Linked DNA regions of Mus musculus: region 2 is linked to region 1. Evidence: chromatin contacts called from public HiChIP or PLAC-seq data. All regions are on one chromosome and are shown on one strand. Each heading gives the region's core, a stretch centred on a gene start, on an enhancer-like site or on the middle of the called end of the contact. The rest is flanking DNA. Distances are from core to core; before and after follow the strand shown.

The links. HiChIP or PLAC-seq counts read pairs in DNA pulled down with a chosen protein or histone mark.
Region 2: an HNF4G HiChIP or PLAC-seq map of pancreatic cancer cells shows a contact between it and region 1. The contact joins two enhancer-like sites. A contact is called at or near these places in 1 of 39 promoter capture datasets (embryonic stem cells), 1 of 15 datasets of contacts at CTCF or cohesin (the NIH/3T3 cell line), 27 of 484 Hi-C or Micro-C datasets (the HPC-7 cell line, differentiating embryonic stem cells, embryonic stem cells and 4 more), 4 of 115 datasets of contacts at active chromatin or transcription factors (the NIH/3T3 cell line, embryonic stem cells, heart atrium and 1 more) and 1 of 9 other capture datasets (embryonic stem cells).

Annotation. Positions count from the first base shown.
Region 1 is chr8:106,306,103-106,313,174 of GRCm38.p6, forward strand. All of the region lies in intron 1 of Smpd3 (sphingomyelin phosphodiesterase 3, neutral), which reads right to left. All of the region lies in intron 1 of 4930506A18Rik (RIKEN cDNA 4930506A18 gene), which reads left to right. Among named protein-coding and RNA genes, the nearest start is that of 4930506A18Rik, 27 kb to the left of the region's middle. Within about 2 kb of position 2,424, at least 91 of the 459 cell types and tissues checked have an H3K27ac peak or open chromatin away from gene starts, as enhancers often do. A contact at or near this core is called in pancreatic cancer cells, where this site is marked.
Region 2 is chr8:106,376,675-106,383,958 of GRCm38.p6, forward strand. No RefSeq gene overlaps it. Among named protein-coding and RNA genes, the nearest start is that of Gm34026, 20 kb to the right of the region's middle. Within about 2 kb of position 1,952, at least 62 of the 459 cell types and tissues checked have an H3K27ac peak or open chromatin away from gene starts, as enhancers often do. A contact at or near this core is called in pancreatic cancer cells, where this site is marked.

The DNA.
Region 1 (7,072 bases), core at 1,174-3,673:
CAGGTGTTCTTTAGAACTCTGCTGTCCAACCTGGGACTTTCCACCTGACACTAACCTGTAGGCAGATGGGTCCTGGGTTGGCTGAAATGCTAAGAAGGGCACTGGGAGAGGCCCAGGAAGACAGGAGTCCTGTTCTGGCCTCCTTCCCCACCTGGCCACCTGACTATGTTCCCAGACTCAGATAGAGCTCTGCCAGTGTGTGTACTTGGGTGACCTGTGAAGTCCCTGCCATTGGAAGATAAACAAGTAACTGTGAGATCCACATCACAGAGACATTTTAAAAGGGCACTTGGCAATTTCACAGCTTTTGGGAAGCCGAGCAAGTGGTGAGTTGGAGATAGAGTATTTTGAAAACAGTTAAGAACTTGGAGAAAAAATCTTTAAGAGTGTCTTTGGGAAGATAAGAAATGGCGGTATCTCCTCCACCTTATCAAATCAAGGTTTTATCCCTGTTCTGTGTTAGCCTCACTCTGTGGTACTGGCCAGCTCTACCATACTGGCCCAATCCACTAGACATTAGAAAGATGGAGTCAGCTCTAAGGCTGGGTCTGGCAGCATGGTTTCCTAGGAAGAATGACAGGTGGGAGTTGGCCTTCCTTTTCTAATTTACACCCACACCCATGTAGAAACAGCAGAAATGATATGTACTGGGGGAAGCCAGAGATTGAAGAATGGCCAATAACAGATAACAGAAGGCCAGAGAGTAGATGCACTCAGCAGGGGACACTCGGAGTAAGACCATAGAGGGCTAGTAAGAGGCTGCTGGAATCACTGACACTAGACTTTAAGGCAGAATAAGCCTGTGGAGTGGGCAGACATGTGACTGGGAGAACGTGGAGTTAGGGATACTGAGATGGGAGTCAGCAGGGTTTGGGCAGCTGGTGTGTGTGGTGGGGGTGGGGCACAGAGGCCTTTGAGGCTGGGCTGGCTGCTGGGATAACCTGCAGGAGACTGCAGGCTCTCCTGCTCCATCAGCAGTGCAAGGCTCCAGCTGCCACCTGAACCAGCTCTGCAGCTTTGCAGATGGTGTGTCCAAGGGTGGGCTTCCAGAGGGTTTCCAGATCTGTCTGTGGACACTAGCCTAAGGCTTACAATTGTCCCTGCTGGGTCTGTTTAAAGTTAGGTAACCTGAAAAGTGTAACCATGACCGCTGTATTTATATTATTCCAAGTTTGACTTTTAAGAAATATAGTAGATGTTTCTGTTAAATGGCAAATTGAGAGTCTACCTTACTATCCTTTATATTCTTTAAATGAAGAACCTAATTTCAAGAGATGCACAAATTACATGTAATTTGTATTGTCTTGGATGGTCTGTGTCTTTAGCTTTTCTTTTTAGGTCATGGGAGACCTGTCGTAGATCATTAGGTATTTAATATGACATGTTTTGCTTTGCGAAGTAAAAGAGGAAGGGAGGTTTGTTTGGATCAGATACAAACAGCTTTGCCCCCACATGTGTCCAGCAGCCTGATTCAGTATTAAATCTCTGAAATGATTGATTATCCATTAGGGAAGCTATTTACAGAGTTCATTACAGCAGATTCAAACTGACAACATCTGTGTGGCCAGGGCGGCAAGTCAAGCCAGGCAGAACCGAAAGGCTTTGAACAGAGCTGTTGGTTCTGCTTTCTGTGGGCCATAGACACCAAACTTTCAGGAAGGAAAGTTACAGGTTGCTGTGGCCACTGTGCTTGGTGATCAGGCATGGTCACCAAGGAGCCAGCTGCTTCCTGTGGACAGGATGTACCAAGGAGAACTCCCAGGAATGAAAGTGGTCAGGAAGCCTGGCTCAGAGCCAGCCCCTCTCCTCTGCTCTATACCTCATGTGCCTTCATTTAAAGAATATAAGGGATATAAAGATATAAGGGATATAAAGATATAAGGGACAGTAAAGAGGAACCTCACGGCGATGTTTAACATAAGCACCTGATATATTTCTTAAAAGTCAAACTTGGAATAATATAAATACAGCGGTCATGGTTACACTTTTCAGGTTACCTAACTTTAAACAGACCCAGCAGGGACAATTGTAAGCCTTAGGCTAGTGTCCACAGACAGATCTGGAAACCTTCGGGAAGCCCACCCTTGGACACACCATCTGCAAAGCTGCAGAGCTGGTTCAGGTGGCAGCTGGAGCCTTGCACTGCTGATGGAGCAGGAGAGCCTGCAGTCTCCTGCAGGTTATCCCAGAGGCCCCTTTATGTCTCTGCTTCCCCGGGACCTCCAACCCTCAAATATGTCAGGCCCACACTTCCCCACCCTCCCCTCCACAGGTCACTCCAGCTGGCTTCACCCTGAGTCCCTCCTGACCCCCTTCTCTGGCAAACTTTACAAAGTCCAAGTTTAAGGCTGTTATCATCGTCTAACCTGCAGATTTCCTGTTAACAGCACCACCCAACTGTGCCGATGCTGCCTTGTCCTTGTGTGCTGAGCAAACTGTTTACTTTGGCTCGTACACCAGGAAGTAGTAATACTGCTAAAGCTAGGTGCTCTCTGGAGCTTTTATTCAGGAGTGTGTGTGTGTGTGTGTGTGTGTGTGTGTGTGTGTGTGTATGTGTGTGTATTAGGTTTAACAGGCTGAGGTTATTGTTATCTGTGATAAGAGGAACAGCCTTAGGGCTTGAGAGCAGAGGCCCTCTGTCCTGTATGGCCAGTCTAAGTGGAACGCCTGGTGCTAGAGGGTACATAAGCCTCAGTGAGCTCTATGCTAGAAAGTTGTCTTCTGATTGTTGTCTTCTGATTGTTGTCTTCTGATTGTTGCCTTCTGATTGTTGCCTTCTGATTGTTGCCTTCTGATTGTTGCCTTCTGATTGTTGCCTTCTGATTGTTGCCTTCTGATTGTTGCCTTCTGATTGTTGTCTTCTGATTGTTGTCTTCTGATTGTTGTCTTCTGATTGTTGGGCAATGGTCATGAATGCTGCACCCAAAGCCCACTGGCAATATCTCACAGCTGTGTCCCCCTCCCCGGCTTGATTAAGGTTAAGCCCCTATTCAAGGGTGGTTGGTGACAAATGACAGGCAGATGGGGAGGGAATACAAGGCCAGGCCCCTTGGGCTGTCTTTGGGACAGTTCTAAAGAGCCATTTCAGCTACCACACTCCCTAAAGAACCATTGAGATTTCTACTGCAACCAATTTGGGATCATTTCTTATGCCTCTGCCCAATCCAATCCCACTTTCATTTCCTTGAACTCACTACAAAGCTGTGCAGGCTCAAGAGATCCAGATCTGGACAGCTGCATGGCTCAGCTGAGAGAGGCTAAACTACACATCCTCCTAGTCCTCTACATCCTCCAGAGCTACCTTGGCTAAGCCGTGATGGGGCTGCTGATGGGAGCCAGGAGAACAAAGGCCCCTTTAATTCTTCTGCTCTGTGCTTTTAGGTTAAAGCCTCCCAAGGGTGCCACTTGGGGTGCATTTGTTTTGGGGACCTGAAATTAGGAAAATTGGTGCTTTTAAAGTCTTTGGTCCATTTTGTTTTATGTTTATGCTGCAAATACCAACAATGGGAGGAGATCCCTGTTGCCCCTTGCCCCCACAACATGGCTGCAGAAAGCTTGGGGCCCAGTCAGAGACCTGTCGCTGGCAGAAGAAAGATCCTGGCATCTTCGAAGTGTCTTTAGCTTGTCTTCCTCATTTTGTCTTTTTGTGTCTTGCTGTGTCTCACATCTCCCTCTTTACCCCAAATGCCATGTGGAACAAAGTAAGGTATAAACAAACACATACAGTCGTGTGTTGTCAGACAGACATGTTTGCTTGGCAAGAGTTAGGGACATCTGTCAAGACACAGCTACTCCAGATCAGTTGATTCAGCCTGGTGTGTGTGTGTGTGTCCGTCCATGGGATTGTTTTGAAGTTCAATATAATTTTGAACGTATCAAGTAATCAACAAATGGTAGGCATTCACAATTGTTTATAAGTCGTGTTCTCAAGAGTCTGCCCTACCAGGTAGGATGCTCTCCCTTCTTCCTCTCTTGTGCTCCCAGTCAGCTAAGACACTTTCATGGCCTGTTTGCTTTCACTTTCTCTTATGAGAAAGATGTTCAGACACTGCAGCAGAAAAAAGCCACTGGTAATGCTTGCTGGCCATGATTTGAGCTTGGACACGTTCAAAATACCAATAGGGGAGCCAGACACTTGTACTAGTCCAAGATACTTGGTAGGATGAGGTCTAAGAAATTGATGATCAATTTGCCTGGAAGAAACCTAAACTCTATGTAATCGGAGCTTTCATAGACTGAGAAGAGGGTTGTACATGAGAGATGGATGGTGAATAATTTGACTAAGTCAAATGCAGTCGATGCAAATCTAGGCCTTTGAATGCTTTAAATATAACCCACTGATATAAAAAGCATTGCGCTAAATTTTTTAAAGCTGAGATCTTTCCTAGGGTGAGAGACTCACTTTTTTGATAGAGACATGCTACCCATAAGGCAAGCAGAGAAGGCATAGAACAACAGGAGATCACATTCCCCTATAGGCAACTGCGAGTTTCATGCATTTTATAGTCTACAACAGCAGCCCATGTGCCTGCTACACATTACCTCATGAGCCATCTCAGAACCATAGTAGCAGCTTGGGAAGGCTATTTCAAAGGGCAGGTGGTTCCAGAGGGGTTTTCTTCTGTTTATTTTGAAAGTCAATCTGCTTCTGGCTCTCTCCACTTGTGTCTCAGATAAGACTGAACCATAGTCTTTAATTTATACAAAGATGGGTTTAAAACTGGATTCCCTTTTATTTGCTTGCTTGCTTGCTTGAGATAGGGATTTAATGTGTAGTGCAAGCTGGCCTTGAACTTTCATCTCCCCACCAGCCTCCTAAGCACTGAGACTGCTGATGTGTGCTGCCATGCCTAGCTTCTTTGTCTTTTGAGGGCTGGGTCCAGAGCAGAGAACCAGCCCAATGTTGGGTCTAGAATGAGTTTGCTGATTGCACCTTTCTTGTGTAGAGAGAAGAATGGTGGGAGTGCAGAATGTTGAAGATGAGGTCAAAGGCAGGATGAAGTAGAGGTACCTGAACATCATGGAGAGGGGGTAGCATGTGCGCAAGTCTGAGACCTCTGGGGCCTCTGTATAGGTGAGAGAAACAAAGAACTGGTATGTGGTTGGGGGGATAAAAAAAAGTATGTGTCTGGGTCACTTTGTTCTGCCTAACCTCCCTAACTCCTCTGGGGGTAGTTTAGGATAGAATGGGTCAGGTAGGTGTTGGACGAAACTAATCAGATCTTTTATGGCTACCAATGAGATAAGGGGTGACTCAAGGTTGACATCTCTTGAATTAGTGTCCTGATGCAGATACTAGTTGAAGCTTTGGGATACAGATAGAGACAGGGATCAGACTGAAAATTTGGGTTGGGCCTCAGGCCTTGTTTTGTGGGGAATCATCCAGTTCAGGAAACTGAGAAATGTCTGAGTAGCTAGGTTAACAGGTAACTCCTTGTCTCCCAGATGTGGGGGTACTGTCCCTCTTAAGCATAAGTAGAGGGGAGGGACGTGATGGTACCACATCTCAATATCTTTTCTTATCTTTTAAAAATATATTTATTATTTATTTATTTTATGTATGTGAGTACACTGTTGCTGTCTTCAGACACACCAGAAGAGGGCATCAGATCCCATTACAGATGATTGTGAGCCACCATGTGGTTGCTGGGAATTGAACTCAGGACTTTTGGAAGAGCAGTCAGTGCTCTTAACCACTGAGCCATCTCTCCAGCCCCTTATCTTTCCACATCTACTGGTAGCTTTTCTCTAGTTACCTACAGTTTCCTTGAAACCACCATAATTTTGATGAGTGAGAAACTTTTAGGCCCTTCTCCATCCCTGACCCTAAGCCCAGTATCTTTATTTCATGTAATGAAGGCCGTGATAATGGCAATTGTAACGAAGCATGATTGTTAAAATGGGTGACAGTACTAATAAAGGCAGCAGAGAGTGGACAGAAAAGGAGACTGGAAGCAATAAAGCACCTATAGTTTTTGCAGAGGATCCAAGTTTGGTTCCCAACACCTATGTCAGGTTTCAAAACAACCTGTAACTCCAGTTCTAAGGGCTCTGACTCCCTCTTCTGGCCTTTGCAGGGAACTGCACTCATAGGCACATACCCACAAGACAAACACACAGGGGCATAATTAAAAGCAAAAATAAATCTAAAAGTAGCTAAGTATTGGAATATAGTTAGAAAACTATTTGACTCAGGTCAGTGTATATACCTGCTATTGCTATTATTATTGTTATGCTTGACATTGATGTTATTTCTGTAATTGTTCTTACTGCTGATATCATTACTACTGCTAGCATTTGTGTTACTCGGATATCTCACGCGCTGTTACATTATGATCTGAATATGAAATACTCCCCCACAGGCTTTATGTGTTGAATATCTGGTTCCAAACTGGTGGCACTGTCTTGGGAGGCTCTAGAACCTTTAGGAGGTAGGTGTTGGTTGGAGAAAATAGGTTCTGGTGGCCTGTCTCAGAAGGTGATACCCGGTCTTCAGTTCTGTGCTTGGGCCATGAAGTGGAGGACCCCGCCCCCCCAAACCTTATTCCTGCCACTGAGGAGTTCTACCTAAGCACATGGAGCCAACCAATTTAGGGAACCCTCTAAAGCCATGAGCCCAAATAAATAATTATTTCCTTCAATTATGCTGTGTTATTTTGGTCACAGCAATGCAAGGATAACACAGGCATCAAGGCCATTTCATCTGAACGTCATTTTAATCTCATAACCCAGCCCAGGAATAGGTGCCTACTGTCACTTTCCTCTCAAGATGGGGAAACTGGGCTCAGGAGGGACGTGCCTTAAGATATACTGAGCCTGCTGCTGAGTCTGTATGCTTGTCCACTTGGCCTACCTGGAAAGGCCTCACGACTACCTAACAGTCCCTCCACTACCCATGCACAGCGGGGATGGAAGGTCTACCTAATGCATGGCCGATAAGGACCAGGTGAGTTAAGTGGCTTCCAGAAGGGCCTGCCTCCTCTGAGCTAAGCTGCTCTCCAGCCAGCTGATCAGAACTGTCCTTCCAAATCACAGTTTAACCATTCATTGTTCTGAGCATGGAGGCAGCTCG
Region 2 (7,284 bases), core at 702-3,201, 70 kb after region 1:
CATTTATCTATCCATTCATTTATATTTCAATAATCCTTATCAGATCCAGAGATGACCCAGGAAGGCCCGGCTAAGTAATTGAGACAACATTCATCACGGGGAACACTAACAGCTTCCCCACAACACAGTGATTAGATGTGGTTTGGGTTAGAAAGATCCCTTAAAGCCAAAATGGAGGAGACAAACCATCAGGCACGGACCACCACAGGAAGATTCCGTAGGAAGAAGCAAAGGAGACTCTGAGTGGAGCAGTGGTGGGATAATTCAAAGCCCAGCAGGGTGGTTGGCACGAGTCCAGGGCTGCCTCCAGTCTCCCTGGCTCTACTCAAACTGTTGTCATCAGTCACCAGCAAACATGGATTGTATAAACAATAAACAGATGGGGCATGGTTGGAGGGATGGAGGCTGGCGGTTAGGTCCCAGCAGAGAAGCCTTTAATGATCACTCAGCCGTGACAGTTGGGCCAGGGCACATATCTACCCAGATCCCCGACTCATCCCTCGCCTGCCGTCTGGGCAGCCCTACAGATGACTGTAGGGGGACACCCGGCTAGCAGGAAGCCACTGACACACATTCCACAGCTATTAGCCTGAAATGGCTCCCAGCAGCTCAGTCACCTGTAACACAAAAGCACAGAAATCCCCTCCTGCTCCTCCCAATTCCTCAGGGAGTTGATGAAGTCCCAAGGACCATATCCTTGAACTTCTAGGAAAGAGAGAACTCAGTTTCCCTTGGATAGTCCTTCTTCAAGACTGGGACGTAATGGAGGGGAAATTAGAACCTGGGATGGAGAGGTCTTAACACTTGCTGAAAGTTGAGTCTCAGCTGTAATCACCACCAAGCTTTTGGAACAAGGGACTCCTGTGGTGGTGGTTGTTGTTGTTTGGCTGTACACAGTGAGCAGAACACCAGTCCTGCATGTCTTGTCATCTCCACAACCCACAGATGAACCCAGAGGAGTGACACCTGCCACAACCAGAGTTCACCTTCAGAACAGTGTGCAGTGCCAAGGGACAGAGGAGGGAGGGACAGCAGGCAGAGGTGCGGGGATTGCTTGTGGATGAAAAATCCTTGGAGATGCATGGTAAAAGCAGGCAGCCCATTTCCATCTCTGTGCCACCTAGATAGGGAGATCACAAAACAGTATTTCACCCCATTGAGCTGATGCTGGACCCTGATCAAAGGACCTGCCAGCTGTGTTTGTGTCCCTCTTCTCTGGCCTGGGTCATGGATGGTGAAGACTTGGGGCTCAGGTCTTTCGAACCAGGTTGAAATACACTGAAGCCATTCTTCCCGTTTCTCTTGCTCAGATGGCCACTTACCGGCCAGTTGACACTGAGTGTCAGCAGTGAGTAGCTCCCCACCGGAGGTCTAAGTCAGGCCAGTGGGAGAATTTGGTTTGGTTGAGAGGAAAGTATCTCTGGATCAATGGCTTCCTGCCTGGGACTTGTCTATGAATCTTGATGCCTCTGGGTTCTCAGAATCTATGTCCAGAACCAGGAAGGCACTTAGAGCCACCCACTTTACCTGCCATTTGATAGGTGATGAAGCAGAGACCCAGAGAGGGGAGACAGGCCACCAAAGCCCTAGCCAGAAATGGTCAACCTTGTTGGCCTAAGCTCCAGGGGATTCCAGGACATCCACCCTTGACTTTCTGGGATGCACTTCTGGGAGCTTCCTGGGGGTCATTGGCTCAGTCCCTGTTGCTACCTTGGCATGTTCCCTGTCCTGAGATGCCACTAGCACCACCTGACCTTGTTTATGGAGTGTCTCAAAGAGAGACTGCCTGGGTCAGGTCTGCTGGGTGAACGAGGCCTTCCTGTTGGCCAGGCTCTCCCCAGGCTCAGAAAGAGCTGTCAGGCGTCTAAGGCTAGAGTCCAGCTAGACTCTGACTCAGTGCAGAAGATAAGGTTGGTGCAGGGCTGAGCAGTGCCTGGCACAGAGAGCAGGGCTAGGCTTGTAGCTGTCATTCTCAGCCAGGTCATTCCACCGGTCCTTTGATAGTTAAGTCAGAGCTGGGTACTGAGTGGTAGTGCCAGCCTGCAAAACCACAGGAAGAAAGTCTAGCAGGAGGCAATTGAGCTTAGGCCAGATATCCAGGCTGAGCAGCTCTGGACCCAGTGAACAAATCCCTCCTGAGGACCCAGGTGGAGGCAGGGGAGTAGTGCATATCTCTTGCAGCCCTGCCTTGGTGGTGCTGCTGGGAGCGGGGTGGGGGTGGGAAGGGGGGGCGGGAGGGCAGTGTTCCTCTGGAAAGGGAGGAATGCGGAAGGTCCGGGGAGGGGAGGGAGGCTGGGTTCTTAGTATATTAGTATAGCAAACATTCTCCCAGGCCTGATACCTTGACACCCCCTGGAGCGGCAGATGTTGGTGCATGGATCAGGGTAGTATAGTCTTGTTTCTAGGGAAACGGAGGTTCCCCTGGGAGGGGGGGGGGTGGCAATCTCATTGATAAAATAATTTTAAAGTGGGATCACAAGGAAGTTTGGGGACAGTTTTATTTAGATTTTGCAAGAAAAAACAACAGAGCAGGCAAACTGTACATCTTGGCAGCTGCCAGGAATGAACGAGATGGAGAAAAAGTCACTCCGTTTAAGTTGGAACTGAATATAATAGAAATAGCTTATCAAAACAGGAAAACCACTCCCGAGACTGGAAAGGAACTTATGTGCTGAGGAAGGAACCCAAAAAGTCTTTGGCCACTGCAGTGTGTGGTCCTTTATACTCCACATCTCTCCTGTTTATACCTGGAGGACCCTTTTTTCTGAGCATGCTCTGTTCGTTGGAGGAAGCCCAGGTAAAGAAGGGCTTCCAGTCTTCCTCTGCAAACTGGCTTCCTCATCTTAACCTTGACGTCACGTTCTCCATTTCTTACTCCTGTCACTGTCTTGCCCCCAAGACACAAGCTACACCTACACATTTCCTCTGCGCTTCTCTTTGAGTCTGCGCAGCCTGAACCCTGTATATCAGAGAGATGCCCTGGCTGCTAACCAACTGAGCACCAGAAGAAGCAGGTTGCCCTCTCAGCCCTCATGAGGTTCCCAGATTTCTGAGTGGGGCTAATAAACAGTTTAAATAAGAGGACATTGTCCCTCTTAAAGGACCCCAAGTTTGAGTCAAATGAGACTTCATTGTGGTACCAAGCAAGGCTCTGGCCAATGGCAGAAACAAGAAAGTAGGAATGTAATATTTGTACCTTCCCTAGAGGTTTTTAAATAACATTCAACTGGTGGGATTCAGTTTTCCCTTTTCCACCATTTGGGTCTCAGGGATGGAACGCAGGCTGTCAGGCTTGGCAACAAGGGTCTTTACACACTGAGCCAACTCATCAGCCCTCCCTGAGACTCTTAACAACAGGACCCAGGTGACAAAAGTCTGAGGAGTCACTTAAAAAAGCCATTTTAGCTCATCACAGTGGTCCACACCTTTGATCTTAGCACTTGGGAGGCAGAGGCAGGAGGATGTGGATTCAAGGCCAGCTTGCTTTTTACACAGCAAGTTCCAGGCCAGCTAGGGCTACATAATGAAACCACAGTGTCCTTTAAAAATAATAAATAAATAAATAGCCATCCTAGGTGCAGAGGCCAACCTCCTGCAGCTGGAGAGCCCCACCCATTCAATGGCCAACTCATCTTTTCTAAAGGTGGAGCTTGGGAGGCTAAGGAGCGTGATATTCCATCCTATGGTTTACTGTGTCCAGGAGGACAGTGCATCCATGCCCAGGAAGGCCTGAGCAACAGCAGCACTGCCCAGTTGGCAGCCACATCCCAGACCATAGAGGAATAAAAATAGCAAGCAGCATTCACTTCTAGCAAAGTGAGGCTCCTGGCATATCCCGGAGCCTGCCCTCTGGTCCCTCACTGGCCTTTGGGTGGTCTGGGTGCTCCTAGCATGCTGGGAAGTCTGTAGATAAACACACTAGGATTAGCATTACTAATCATTAGAGAAATGCACGTTAAGACCGCTGGACTATAAGTACACTCCGAGTAGCACGGTTAAAAGGAAAAAAAGCTAACACTGCCAAGTGCAGATGGAAATGTGGAGCAGGTCTGTCTAGGCATTCAAGATGTTGAAGCGAGGATGTGTTGCTTCCTCCGGGGCATCAAAATCCCAAGCCGCTTGGGTTTCTGGTAGGAGCTGTGATCAATTGTGCTGGCAGCGCCAAAGCCAAAAATATGCATATAGTTTATTTGTCATAGTTTGTTTTTCCCCTTTGATCATGCTACTTGAGGCCAGCCTGGCCTACAGAGTAAGTTTCACAACAGCCTGTTCAATACAGAGAAACCCTGTATTGAAAAACAAAAATAACAACAACAACAAAAGAATGAAGAGTTGGTTTTTTGGTTAGTTTCTATGTGTGTGTGTGTATGATGTGTGCCACAGCATGTATGTAGAGGTCAGGGGGTGACTTTGTGAGCTGGTTCTCTTTTCGGGTGCTGGAGACTGAACTTGTGTCACCAGGCTTATGTGTTAAGTGCCTTTACCCACTGACTCATCTTGCTGCCCTGTGTGACTGAACACGTTTTTATATCGCTCAGGCTGACCTAGTCACTACGTTGCCATGGCTGGCCTTGAACTTCAGACTCTCTTGCTTCCAGTTCCCGAGGGCCGGAATTACAGGCATGTGCATCACTCTTGATTTCAAGTGTTTATAAAACACAAAAGAGGGCTAGAGATGTAGCTCAGTTAGTTGAGTGGCTATCAGATATAAAACCCTGGGTTCAGTTCCTAGCACCAGGTAAGGCAGGTGTGGTGGTAGTACATGCCTGGTCTCCCAACACTTGGCAGGTGGAGGCAATATTCAAGGAGCCACACAGTGACTTTAAGGCAAGTCAGAGCTACATAAGATTTTGTCTCAAAGACCAAAACAACAAACAAAACAATGACAACCCACAAAATACTATCATTTATTATAGATACAAATTTAGATATTTATTATGGTGTTATATAAAATACATACATAACAACATATATGCCTTGTACAGATATACTATACATTGTTATTGATTTGAAATTTTCTTAAAAGCCTGAACATGAAAAATGCATGCTAACCTAAAAGGAGGGTTAGCCATCTCCCCCCCCCCATTCTCTCTCATGTACACATGTGGAGTCAGTCTCACACACACACTCACATACATGCTTGTACACACCAAACCATCAACACGTGCCAAACCTGTGAGAAATGGGCAAACAAAAGGATTGTGTTTCACTTTGCTTTCTGTACTTGGGGCCAAGGTGTTTCATAATTTAGAAGCAAAACAAAAAGAACCTGGAGAACATGCTAAGTGAAATAAGCCAGACACGTCAGACACAAAAAGGACAAATGCTGTATAATCCCATGTCTCTGTGATAAAAGGACAGTTGCCTGCCCAGAGACAGAAAGAACAGTAGTTACCAGGGACTGGCGGTGGTGGCCCTGGCTAGTGCTCAAACCAGGACAGAGTTGTGGGTGATTAGAAAAAAAAAAATGTTCCAGAGACTGATGGTAGTGATACTTATGCACAGTAACTTACCTCCTACGTTTTTATTTAGTTTATTACTATTATTGGGTGTGTGTGCACATGCACATACACATGCTGTATGTGTGCTATATAGCACCTGTTGGAGGTCAGAGGTCAACTTTTGAGAGTCAGTTTCTCCTTCCACTATGGGTTCCAGAGATTGAACCCAGGTCATTAAGCTTGTGTGTCAAGTGCTTTTGCAACTGTGTCAGCTGGCTGGACATGGGTTACTTTGAGATAGGATCCTACTAGGTATCCCCTAGGTTAGCCTAGGACTTGCCATATAGTCCAAGCTGGCCTCAAACTCATAATCCTCTTGTACTTGGTATAGTGTTAGGTTATACTGTAATGCTCTTCCCCTGTCCCCCCACCCCAAGACAATGTTTTTCTGTGTAACTCTGGCTGTTCTAGAACTTGCTCTACAAACTGGGCTAGCCTGGAACTAAAATGTCCACATGCCTCTGCCTCCAGAGTTCTGAGATTAAAGGCATGCACCACCACACCCAGCTATATATGACTTTAAAACAACAAAACACAGGATAGGCAAAATATATAGAGAAAGAGAGCAAATTAGTGTCTGCTTAGGGCTGGGGAGGATGCCAGGAAAAGAGCTAACGGGTACAATGTTTCTTCCTAGAATTGATTGTGGTAATGGATGCATAGCTGTTACTCCACGGAAAGCCAATGAATAAACTTTCACAGATGAAGTGTATGGTGTGTGCCAGATCTGTTTCAGGAGAGAGAGAAAGAGAGAGAGAGAGAGAGAGAGAGAGAGAGAGAGAGAGAGAGAGAGAGAGAGAGAGAGATCCTTTTTCTGTCAGCATATGGTCTGTCAGTTCAAACCAGCTTCATCACAAGTGTTACACTGTTGTAACCAGGAACTCCTAAAGCCTTCCCAGAACCCCCTATGCATCCACAGAACTGTGGCAGGGGAGTAGAGTCAGCCATCTGCAGAAAGAGGTTAATGAGAATCGGCTCTGGATTCCTTGGATTTCGAGCTTTAATTAATACCTGCAAGGCCCCTGATGCCCGTGAAAGAGAGGCTGCATGAATGTGCCCAGTGCTGGCCTCATTAGCTCAGGTCTCTGCATGCGAGCTCAGCTCCCTTCAGGGGCAGGGCCAGGCCTCTAGGGAACCTGTCTCTCTGGTGCCCTGGCTTGTTCTCTGGGCCACTCTTAAGGTCTGAATGGTCTGGACCGGGGTGGCCACCTTAAATACCAGACACAGCCTGGCTTCCGATAACCCTTTATCAGGAGATTTCCACTTTGAGTTGTGGAAGGTAGAACTTCTGCGGAAGTCTTGGTGGCTGTCCCTCCAGGCCTAAAGACGCTAAAGGTGGCTGGTTCCTACGTGAGTTATGCCTCCACGGGGCCAATCCAGCTGTGTCCTGTGGGACCAGCCCCTGCCAAGGGTAGCCTATGATATGGCACCACCCTACTTTACCCTCGCGCAGACTCTTCCTAAGCAACTGGCTCCTTCCTGCTCAAATCAAGTGCCAAAAGACCTCAGGTTCTCCAGAAAACATGTGGAAACCATAGCCTCTTTCTTCCTTTGATCTGGATTGTCCTCCCAGGGTAGGGGCCCTCCTACCCTATCACCCCTCAGACCACCAACCCAAGAGCACCACACAGTGGCCTCATGGGCCTTGCTTTGTTTTTAATTTTTAAAATATCTATTGGGGGCGGGGAGAGACAGTCTTCACTTTCCACTTTCTTACTTTACACCCTGATTGCAGTTTCCCCTTTCCTCTCACTCCCCCTTCATATAGTCCCCTCCCCCTCTC